Linked DNA regions of Mus musculus: region 2 is linked to region 1. The links are chromatin contacts, called in public HiChIP or PLAC-seq maps. All regions are on one chromosome and are shown on one strand. The core of a region is the stretch at or near the end of the contact, and the rest is flanking DNA. Distances in the headings are between cores, read along the strand shown. Region 1 has its middle 50 kb from the start of Erbb4. Region 2 holds the start of Ikzf2 (IKAROS family zinc finger 2).

Region 1 (4,927 bases), core at 1,161-3,660:
TCTCTAACTACTGGCCTCACCAGCCCCTGACCGGAGGCTTTAATGTTTCTCCTTTTGACATAATTTTCCGTTGTTGATGGTTTTACTGGTTTCTCAAGTCTGTTTTAGACTTTCTGTGCACTTGAGTCCATATCTTTATCAATTCTGACAAAATTAGAAGGATCGCCTCAAAGCCAAGGTTGAATGAATGTGAGCACCTTCCTTTGTAAAGTTCTGAACACCAAACACGTATCTTTAGACTACAGCACTGATAAATCTTTGTTTTATCTCCTTATCATTACTCTGGGCTGGAGCCTTGCTTTTCAAAGCTGCTTAAATCTTTCTTCTGCAATTTTGATTGATTAGATTTGCTCTTTGAAAATTTTGTACAAGTATAGAGTGCGTTCTCTTTGAACTCACTGCCACCTCCTTTATCTCATGCTAAGCCAGACGTTCTCAACCTGTGGGTCACGATCCATTTGTCACACCTCTGTCTCCAAAGACATTTACATTACGGCTCATAACAGCAGCAAAGTTACAGTTATGAAGTAGCAACAAAAACGATTTTATGGTTGGGGTCACCACACAAAGAACTATATTTAGTATAGGGTGGAGGCATTAGGAAGATGGAGAACTAAGGCTCTTTCACCTCTCACCCCATCCAGAAGAAACCTTCCTACATTCCAACCTTTAACCTTTTGTTGTTGTTGTCTTTTGTTTTGTTTTGTTTTTTTTCCAATTTTGTTGGTGTGTGTGTGTGTGTGTGTGTGTGTGTCCACTTGTTTATTAGGACAATCTTCTGGGCACAGATTTGTAACTATCCATTGGAGTGTGTGTGCGCACCATAGAGCTGATTCATTCTCCGTTGGGCGACATTTAGACACTTGAATATTGTGTCCCCATCATCACCTCTGCCCTCTGTTGAGTCTGACTGCCTGGCACTCTTTAGAGGATTTCTGCATGTGAGTATATGTGGGTTGGGGTTGGGGGGCTCAGTATGTGTGTGTGCGCATGAGCAAAAGTAGACCAATGCCAGGTTCTTCCCCTCAGTGAACCTAGAGATCACCCATTCTACTAGACTGGTAGGCTAGTAAGCTCCAGGAATCTGTCTGCCAGCACGGGATCATCAGCACACACTGATTTTACTTGAGTGCTAGAAATCTAAACTCAGACGCTCATGTTTTTGAGGCAAGCACTTAACCAGTTTCTCAGGCCATCTTTTGAGAATCCACCCCAACGCAGACAGGTTTTAATGTATGTTGTAATGATCTTTAGCTCTGTCCACCCAGCCTGTGCATCAAGGGTTGTTTGCACTCGGACTATGGTATGAAAAGAGGCTGAATAATTTCACTGAGTGCTTCCAGAGGACGGGGATGCTTCTCGAAGCAAACCTTCAGTGTTACTTTGCTCATCTTCAGTGCTGAACCCTAGCTGCCCCCTCAATTCAATATTTTCAACTGTAGCATCACTGGGAATTTTTCAAATATATTATTACTTTTCAGTTTCGTAGGGTCACAACCATTTTATTGGAATATAACCCAAGCTAATGAATATGAGCTAATGTCTGAGCTAATGGACATTTTGGAGAGGGTCACTATGATAGTGTCTTTGCACAAGTTACTCCATTAAAGTATTTTCTTAGCAGCAGAGCTGTTAAGTTTAACACATGCATAATTTAAAGAATTTTAAATAGCTGCAAAAATCCTTTTTGGAAATTCATGTCTTTATATTAATGATGGATACTATATATTGACATATTTTCAACTTTTTTATATTGAATAGTTTGCTTGTTTTAAATCTGTCTAATAAAGCTATAAATTTATTGTTGCTTGTTGTGGTAATTGGTTCTTACTCTCATTTTACTTAGTGTGTGTATGTATGTGCAGGGATGTTTCCCAACAGCACTGGAATGAAGGTCAGAGGGCAACTTTAAGGAGTCATTTCTCTCTTGCCATCTTGAGAGATCCAGGGATCAAATGTGGGTCATCAGGCCTATGAGCAAGTGCCTCTACCCACTGAGCCATCCCACCTCACTGGCCCCATACTGGAGCTTCAAGTTCCCTCCTGTGTACATAAATTTCCACTTTTTGATATTTGTCTTATTGGTTTCTCATATATGTTATACATGTTGTATGTGAGTCCATCCTTTATAAATTTATAAATTCTGTTATTCTTAAAAGACTACAACCAAGTCAAAGTTAAATAAATGTTGATCACTTTCTCTTTTTGACTTATACTCTTTATAATTGTTCTGAACACTAAATGCAGACCTACTGCCAGTAATAATGGTAAGTGTTGGCACTTAACTATTTGTCCTGAGGCATGTAGCATAGAAAACTCTCTAACAGGAACACTTCTATCCCTCTGACAGTTTATCAAGTGATCATTGTATTTAAGACACACAGTTTATGAATTATTCATCGTGGCTGATGGCTGGAGCTCAAAGGAGTTAATTAACAAAGCTAGCAGTGGAGAAGTCAGCAGTCAAAGCCAATCATGTGACAGTACACTGGGTGAATAGTATAACTCAACAGACTCAGGCTAGTAGACAAGTCTCTAACCTGGGAAAGAAACACAGGTCTATCTGCCTGTCAGTGAATCCTGGTTCAGACTCGGGGATATATTGTCTGTGCAAATTAGGCAATTTTCTTGAATCACTCTGCATCCCTTTTGTCTTTCATGAAGAATGAGCATAGTGAAATCACGTATTGTGAGGTTTCTGTCAGGTTTAAATGAGCTATTGTTATATTTAGAGGAAAGATTTGGAATATAGAAAGCAACATAAAATCGCATTTTCAATTAGTAAGCATAAAGTTTTGAGAACATTACCTAACAGTGAGTACATCACAAAGGTAAGCCACGCCTCTAGTCACTTCCCACATCAGAACCACTGTCTTTGCCAGACCTACTAAGCACAAATCCTAATCATGGATTAAGTTGGGTTTCCTTTAGCATCTTCTTTCTTGCAGTTTTCTTGCGGAAAAATTACAGACAGAAGAGACTGAAAAAATGGATGGAAGGAAGGAAGGAAGGAAGGAAGGAAGGAAGGAAGGAAGGAAGGAAGGAAGGAAGGAAGGAAGGATGGATTGGACAGTGGGGGAAAAGAAAGAAGACTAAGGGAATCATCATTTGATTGGAAGAACAAATACACAAAAGTCATCAGTCAGCTTGAGAAACGTGTCAAAAGCAATGTGCATCCTTGCCTCTGTCCCTCGATCTCTTGCCTGAGTTCATCTGTCCATGTCTACAATCCATGTTCCTTTCCCTTGTCCCAAATCCTGATGAAACAGATTTGATTTAAGGGTGGACATCAAGAGCAGGATTCCCTTCTTATATTGAACCACTGAAAGAAATGACTTCCTTTGTCTCCAATCCACATCAAATCCCAGTGTGAGTATTTCATTTTAATGTCTTTGAATTGAGCTAAACAAAAAGACTTTTGTAAATTTTTGTACTCGTCCCAAGATCCTAAGTCTACTTTTAGCATGGAACCACTACCTTCCGCCATATTGTTTTATGTATTTTAAGAGATTAGTATGGTCTTGGCTACTTGCCAAATATCATACTAGGTACTGATAAACCCCCAAGTGTATTAATACTAGGTAAAGTTTGCCAAGTGTACAACATTAGTTGTATTAGTACACTTGGAAAACTTTACCTCTAGATGAAGGTTCTTCTCTTTTATTCTTTTCTAATTTTCCTCATAAAATTCTTCATTAAATCATCACTTAATTATCACATTTTGCTGTGGGGGCAATAAACCCATTTGTCATGTGGATGGCATTCCTTGAACCCTGTCTGTCTTTCAGGGGTCAGACAAAGAGAAACACTTACCAAAATAATGTATCTCTTATTCTGAAGTCCACAGTTTATAACATCACATAGCAAAGAGAGTGAGAATCCCTCATGCTGATGTTCTAGGGTTTTGCCAAAAAGAGCATGGAATGAGATTAATCAGTTTATAATCATCATTACAAACTTAGTTTGCCAAGTACCAAAGAGATATTTTTTGAGAAATAAAGAATCTATTTGTGGAAAGAAACTAAAATGCAGTAATATAAAATAATCTGTAATCTCAAAATAGATTACAATCTTCTATTAGGATAAGTGAACAACCCAAGTTATAAGAGAGCAATTAGAGTCAGCTTAAAGTCCACAGCAAGAGGTACCATGATGTGCAGTAGCATGCCCTGCCACCTGAGGATGTGGTGAAGTCCTAATTCATGTTGCCAACAAGGCCCATGTGTGGGTCTATGTCCATACGGCATCAGGGGTTAGTGTCATGCTATGCTATGGGCAAGAAAAAGATGCCCTCCTTCTTTGCCCCTGGCTACCTGCGCAAGTAGGAGAACTGACCCAAGGTCATGAGAGCTGCAGAGCTATCCCTACCCTCCCCTGCTACCGGACTTGGAGAGTGGGCTCTGCACCTTGCCTGGGCAACACAGTAGAGCTAGTCCTGGTAGCAAAGGCCTGGGTGGCAAAAGTCAGCCTCAAGAGCATGAGAGAAGGAAAGCTTGCCCTGCCAATATCCTGCTGTGGCATTGGGTGAGCTAGCCAGGGCAGTCCTGGTGGCATGGGTATGAGAGAGCTGGACCAGTTACCACCCAGACCCAGGCCCAATGCTTTGAATTGGCCTGCCTCTACATCTACCTCATATATGAACTGCTGAAGCACATTAAGGGGCTGTCCTGTATATCAAGAGCTGTGGGATCTCCAGGACACAGGACAATGGCCTGATCTCTAAGAGGAGTCCCCATGAGGATGCAGTGTTCATAGTGCAGCAGAACCTCTCGAGGCCTCAAGCCAGACAAATAACTCATTGCAATGAACATTTGCATGTAAAGACGTATGCAAAATGGTATACTGTGGGACACACTGAGGCACACTGCAGCTTCTAGGGTCAAATGTCTTGTTTGCTGTTTTTATTTATTCTTTACTTTCGTTGGTG
Region 2 (4,533 bases), core at 1,103-3,602, 530 kb after region 1:
CAGCAAGGTTTTTCTAATAATCTAATTTAATCAATATAAAGTACTTTAAAGTAAATATTTTTTAAAACGTTTGCTGGATGGTTCAAATGAGCTTGCTTTTTTAAGAAAGGTGAACTTAAGAAGCCAATTCCTTCCTATTATATGTCTGGGAAAATCAGGTTACCTAGCAGTAAATCTTTAGTACATTTCTCCCCACCCCCACCCCCCAGTAGAAGAAATATCTATAACCTGGGGTATTCTAAATTTAAATTAAACAGGGAAACCAGTCAAATAAGAAACTAAAGATCTGCTGGCTACAAGCCTTAAATAATGTCCTTTCTGAAAAAAGTAGATTTCTATGCCCCCTTCTTAGTTTGCTCCTGGTAATACTTCCTCGTATCTGTTGCAAGGGGAAATGGTGAAGAGCAAATAAAGCTGGAGAACACGTACTAAAGACCCATGGCTCAGGGACTCACACACAGGGAGCAAGAAGCTCACTTGATTGCCCACAGCAAATTAATGAAAAGGAATACTCACATGTTATATAGCCATCAATTGCGTCTGTTTCCATAGTCAAAGTGCAGTGCTGGAACACAAAAGATTGCAACCTTTACCCAAGGATTCCTCCCTGTATCTGCCATTAAATTCTTCACTTATTTCAAGCCCCAAGCAGGTAGTGCATGTTGCTCCTGCAACCTGTGCCTGAGAAACATACTACAGTGTACTGTGCGTGCTCATTTGCAAGTCATTGAACTCTCTGCAAATGATCTGATTCCTGCTGGAGATAGGATAGGGACATAGGGACGCTAAGTGTCCTGTGAGATGGGCTGTAGCAAGAGAAGAACGACTCTCTCTCGTCAAAATTTACCCGGTTTATTGGGGGAAAAAATAGGAGAGGGTAATCTCCAATTTGCCAACTGTAACTGCTATCTAAGTATTTTACCACTCACTACTTCCCACAATCGCCCTGCAGTTTGAGTACTTCCCTAGTATACAGACAGCTCTATTCACAATTGTTGCAAGTTGGTTCATCATGTTCTAATGGGGGGGGGGGGGGGGCACAGAGAACAAACAAAACATAAGAAAACAAAACAAAACAAAACTACTTAGTACTAGACTGTATCCCAAAGACTTTTGCGGCAGTTGGCCAACTCTGGCTTGTACTGACGTTTTAGCCCACCCCAAATCCTGTGTGAGCACCTGTTCCACGTACCCTAATTTCCTGCCAGACTATGGCCGGAGACAATGCCAAGCCTACTTGAGACATTCGGAGTTCCAACAAGTCAGAAACTTTTGGCTGTGCACGAGGGGAGGGGAGGATTTTCCTCTCCCCAAGTGTGAGGAATGATTTTCATGCATCAATAACACAAATACTTTTGTATCCCCAGAAACAAAAGTAAATTGCATGAGACAACACCCCCTAGCTTTGATTCACATCATAAGAAGATCGATAATCTAACTGTATTCTTTGAGGGAAAAAGTTACAGAATTGACAAGTCCTGAAAAAGATTTTTACTTATTTTTCCCCCCTTTGGCCCAGGTCCTTTTTGCCTTTAGTTTCAAAACTCTCAAAGCACCAGCAGCTAAATTATTCACAATGAGCCATTTCTGTATTGATCGCCAAGTATATTTAGCCCTAGCTCCTGGAATTTCTCCATTACTTACTGGAAAACAGGCAGCTTCACTTCTTGTCTCCAAAACCACTTCCCTTCTCCCTCCCCTCCCCTTCACCACCAGCCTCCCTACCCCCCTCCCGCCCCCCAAAAACTTTTCTTTCTTTCTTTATGGAATAATCAGATCAAATTCCCAGTCACTACATAGCAGTTAAATTCCGACCTGCTCTACTCTTATCAAATTCTTTCAATTAGGTTACGTAAGGTTTGAAAGAAAGGGACCCGGAAAGTTTTAAAGGGGAGCAGTTTCTACCGAGAGCTTACAAATGAGTCTATCTCTTTAAAAATGTACACATTTAACACACATACTAAAAAGAAGCGTCAGTTAGAAGCAAAAGAAGTCTGCGCCAACAGTGAAAGGGTTATTAAACCCTCAGTGAAGGAAAAGGAAGAAAAAGGAAGAAAAAGGAGAAAGAGAAACAAAATGTACATACAAAAGAAATTGTCCTCTGATTAAAAAACAGTCATCACCATTTCCAGCTCTGTCGGGAGCTCCCAGCTTCTTCTAACCCCTCAAGGAGGAGGTGACAATGTCGGGCTGAAGAGAAACGGAGAAAGAAAGAAAGAAAGAAAGAAGTTTTTTGTGTCCCCCCCCCCTTCCCTCCCTGCCCCCTCCAGGCAAAGCCCCCTGCAGAGTTGAAGCCGAGGAGGAGGGAAAGCACTTTACAGGTGGGTCATTCCAAGACCGAATCCAGCAAACAGATCGGCTGATAAACAAAACCAAGAAATGAGAGAGAAGGAACACTCCCCCCCAACCTCCTCCTCCTCCTCCTCCTTCTCCTCCTCCTCGTCCTCCTCCTCCCCCGCCCCCGCCCCCTCGTCCCTTTGGGATGGTCTAGTAGGAAAAGTCACTCAGGAATGGCACCACGTACTTTCAGGAAAGAGGAAAAAAAAAAAAAAAAAAAAAAAGACAGGGAGGGAGGGAGAGAAAGAGAGAGAGGTCAGTGCTACAGCAATGCGATTAACGAGAAGAGAAAAAACTTGATCCACCGGTTCCTTAAGAATCGACCAAAAGCTAAGACAAGAAAACTGAAAGAAAAAGGGGAGGGGGGGTACGAGGGGAGGGACAGTCAGGCAGAACCCAGCAAGGAACCTAGGCCAACTTCACAGGACTGTTTTGTGGCCTCTGGCAAAATAGGAAAAAAAGAAAAAGAAAAAGAAATTAAATCTTCATTCCATCTCCTTCGTCCATACCAGAACCTGTCAAAGCGATTTAACTGTTGCTGTTATACATGTGTCACACCAGATTTTTATTATTATTTTTGTTTTGTTTTGTTTTCAATCTCAACAGTATAATAGCCTCTATCCAGACAGCTGCAATCTATGCCAGGTTATCCAATCTTTCTTCTTGGAATTCAAGTTAAAACAAAGCAAAAACAAGTCCAAATCCATGACAGCTATAAAGATGAGAACTGATTAGTCCATTAACATCCCAGAAGCAGATTACAAGGAGGGGACGATACATTAAGGCAAAGGACATCATCTTCAACGAAATTCCCTGAGCGTCCTTAACAGAGATCATTTCCCTAATCAGAGCCACAACCCATCCCTCCCCAAAGAAAAGCGTCTATATTATTATTATCCCTGGTTAACAGCAACAAGTCATTCGATCACACCACACTGTTAAACAAGATTCCATATCATTACACTTAACTTTGAAAACACTCCCCCTCCCCAACCCCTTTGCAAACCATACACAAATTGATAGATAATCTATGAATCAGAAGACAAATAAAACAAGAGCTGTTCTTCCCCACGCAAAAAGCCAAGCGGAGATTTACCTCAGCAGTGCATGCAGTAAAATAATCCCATCACCCTTTTGTTTGTGTTTACTGTTAGTGTGTCCTCTCCCTCTCTCTCTTTCTTTCTTTCCTGTGCCTAACGTGTGTTTGTGCACTGCAGTTGGTGGTGGAAACTAAGGCAGTGGATCTGTAGCTAAGGGTAATCCTGTTTTTACTTCCTCCATCTTCAGCGAGGAGCAGGGTTAGCCCGGGACAGCTGGTCAAACCCCGAGAAACCGATCCGGCGGAGCCCGAGCACATCTCCCCCGCCGGCCGGGCTCGCGCAGACGCCCGCGGGCGGAGGGCGGGCAGCGGCGGCGGCGGTGGCGGCCGCGCGCGCGCGGAGGGGGTTGGGGGGGGGGTCGTCAGCGAGCGCCCGGGTCCGTGAGAGCCGGGAGCGGGCGGGCGGGTGAGCGAGCGAGCGAGCGGGCGAGCGCGCGGGCGGGAGGGGCGGGGGCGCGTGTCTGCGCGCTCGGCCGCTCGTTCGGCGCGCTCGGCAATCGATTACAGGACAAGTGCCGCGCGGCTCCGCGCCTCCTCCGCGCCTCCTCCGCGCCCCGCGCGCCCCCCGCGCCGGCTCCGCCCCTCTCCCCGCGCCCCGCTGCTCACGTTCTCCGCTGGCCGCGCGGGAGGGACGATCTCGGGCTCCCCCGGCTCATGTCGGCCGCGGGAAGTTCTCTCTCTGGCCCGGTACCTCCCCGGATTCCCGGCTCCCGGCACCCGGAGGATCTGGGACACTGAGCCGGACAGAGGGACCCTTGCGAGTGCCCTGGGAGACACGGAGCGAGCGCCACTGTCCCCATTGTGAAAGTGCTTCCCAGTGCAAGTTTAAAATTAGAGTGTTTACTTGCTGTTTATATCCACCCCTGTCCCGGCGTGTGCCACATCCACCCGAGTCAAAGGAACCGTGAGGTTCGAAAAAGTTGTTAGCCTGGAAGTGTAGCCTAGCCTTATGCCAATCACGACGTTTACATTTGTTGGGCGAAGAGCATAGGAATCGTCCTGAGAAAATAAATGCATTTTCAATCTACAAATAGCAGCATTTACTATCTTTCTTGACCACAGAAAGGGGAATAAAGAATTCTATAATTAAAGGGAAA

The links. HiChIP or PLAC-seq counts read pairs in DNA pulled down with a chosen protein or histone mark.
Region 2: a contact with region 1 is called in an H3K4me3 HiChIP or PLAC-seq map of neural progenitor cells, with 20 read pairs. The contact joins the promoter of Ikzf2 here to the enhancer-like site in region 1. A contact is called at or near these places in 10 of 39 promoter capture datasets (the 3T3-L1 cell line, the HPC-7 cell line, cranial neural crest and 6 more), 9 of 484 Hi-C or Micro-C datasets (the C2C12 cell line, the HL-1 cell line, adipose-derived mesenchymal stem cells and 5 more) and 2 of 115 datasets of contacts at active chromatin or transcription factors (neural progenitor cells and stem cell-derived neural progenitor cells).

The regions. Positions count from the first base shown.
Region 1 is chr1:69,155,136-69,160,062 of GRCm38.p6, forward strand. No RefSeq gene overlaps it. Among named protein-coding and RNA genes, the nearest start is that of Erbb4, 50 kb to the left of the region's middle. Within about 2 kb of position 2,411, at least 19 of the 459 cell types and tissues checked have an H3K27ac peak or open chromatin away from gene starts, as enhancers often do. A contact at or near this core is called in neural progenitor cells and second pharyngeal arch cranial neural crest, where this site is marked.
Region 2 is chr1:69,683,608-69,688,140 of GRCm38.p6, forward strand. Ikzf2 (IKAROS family zinc finger 2) reads right to left here and starts at 2,353. Exons shown (of 8, transcript NM_011770.4): 1 at 2,087-2,353; 2 at 517-565. The coding sequence starts at 550.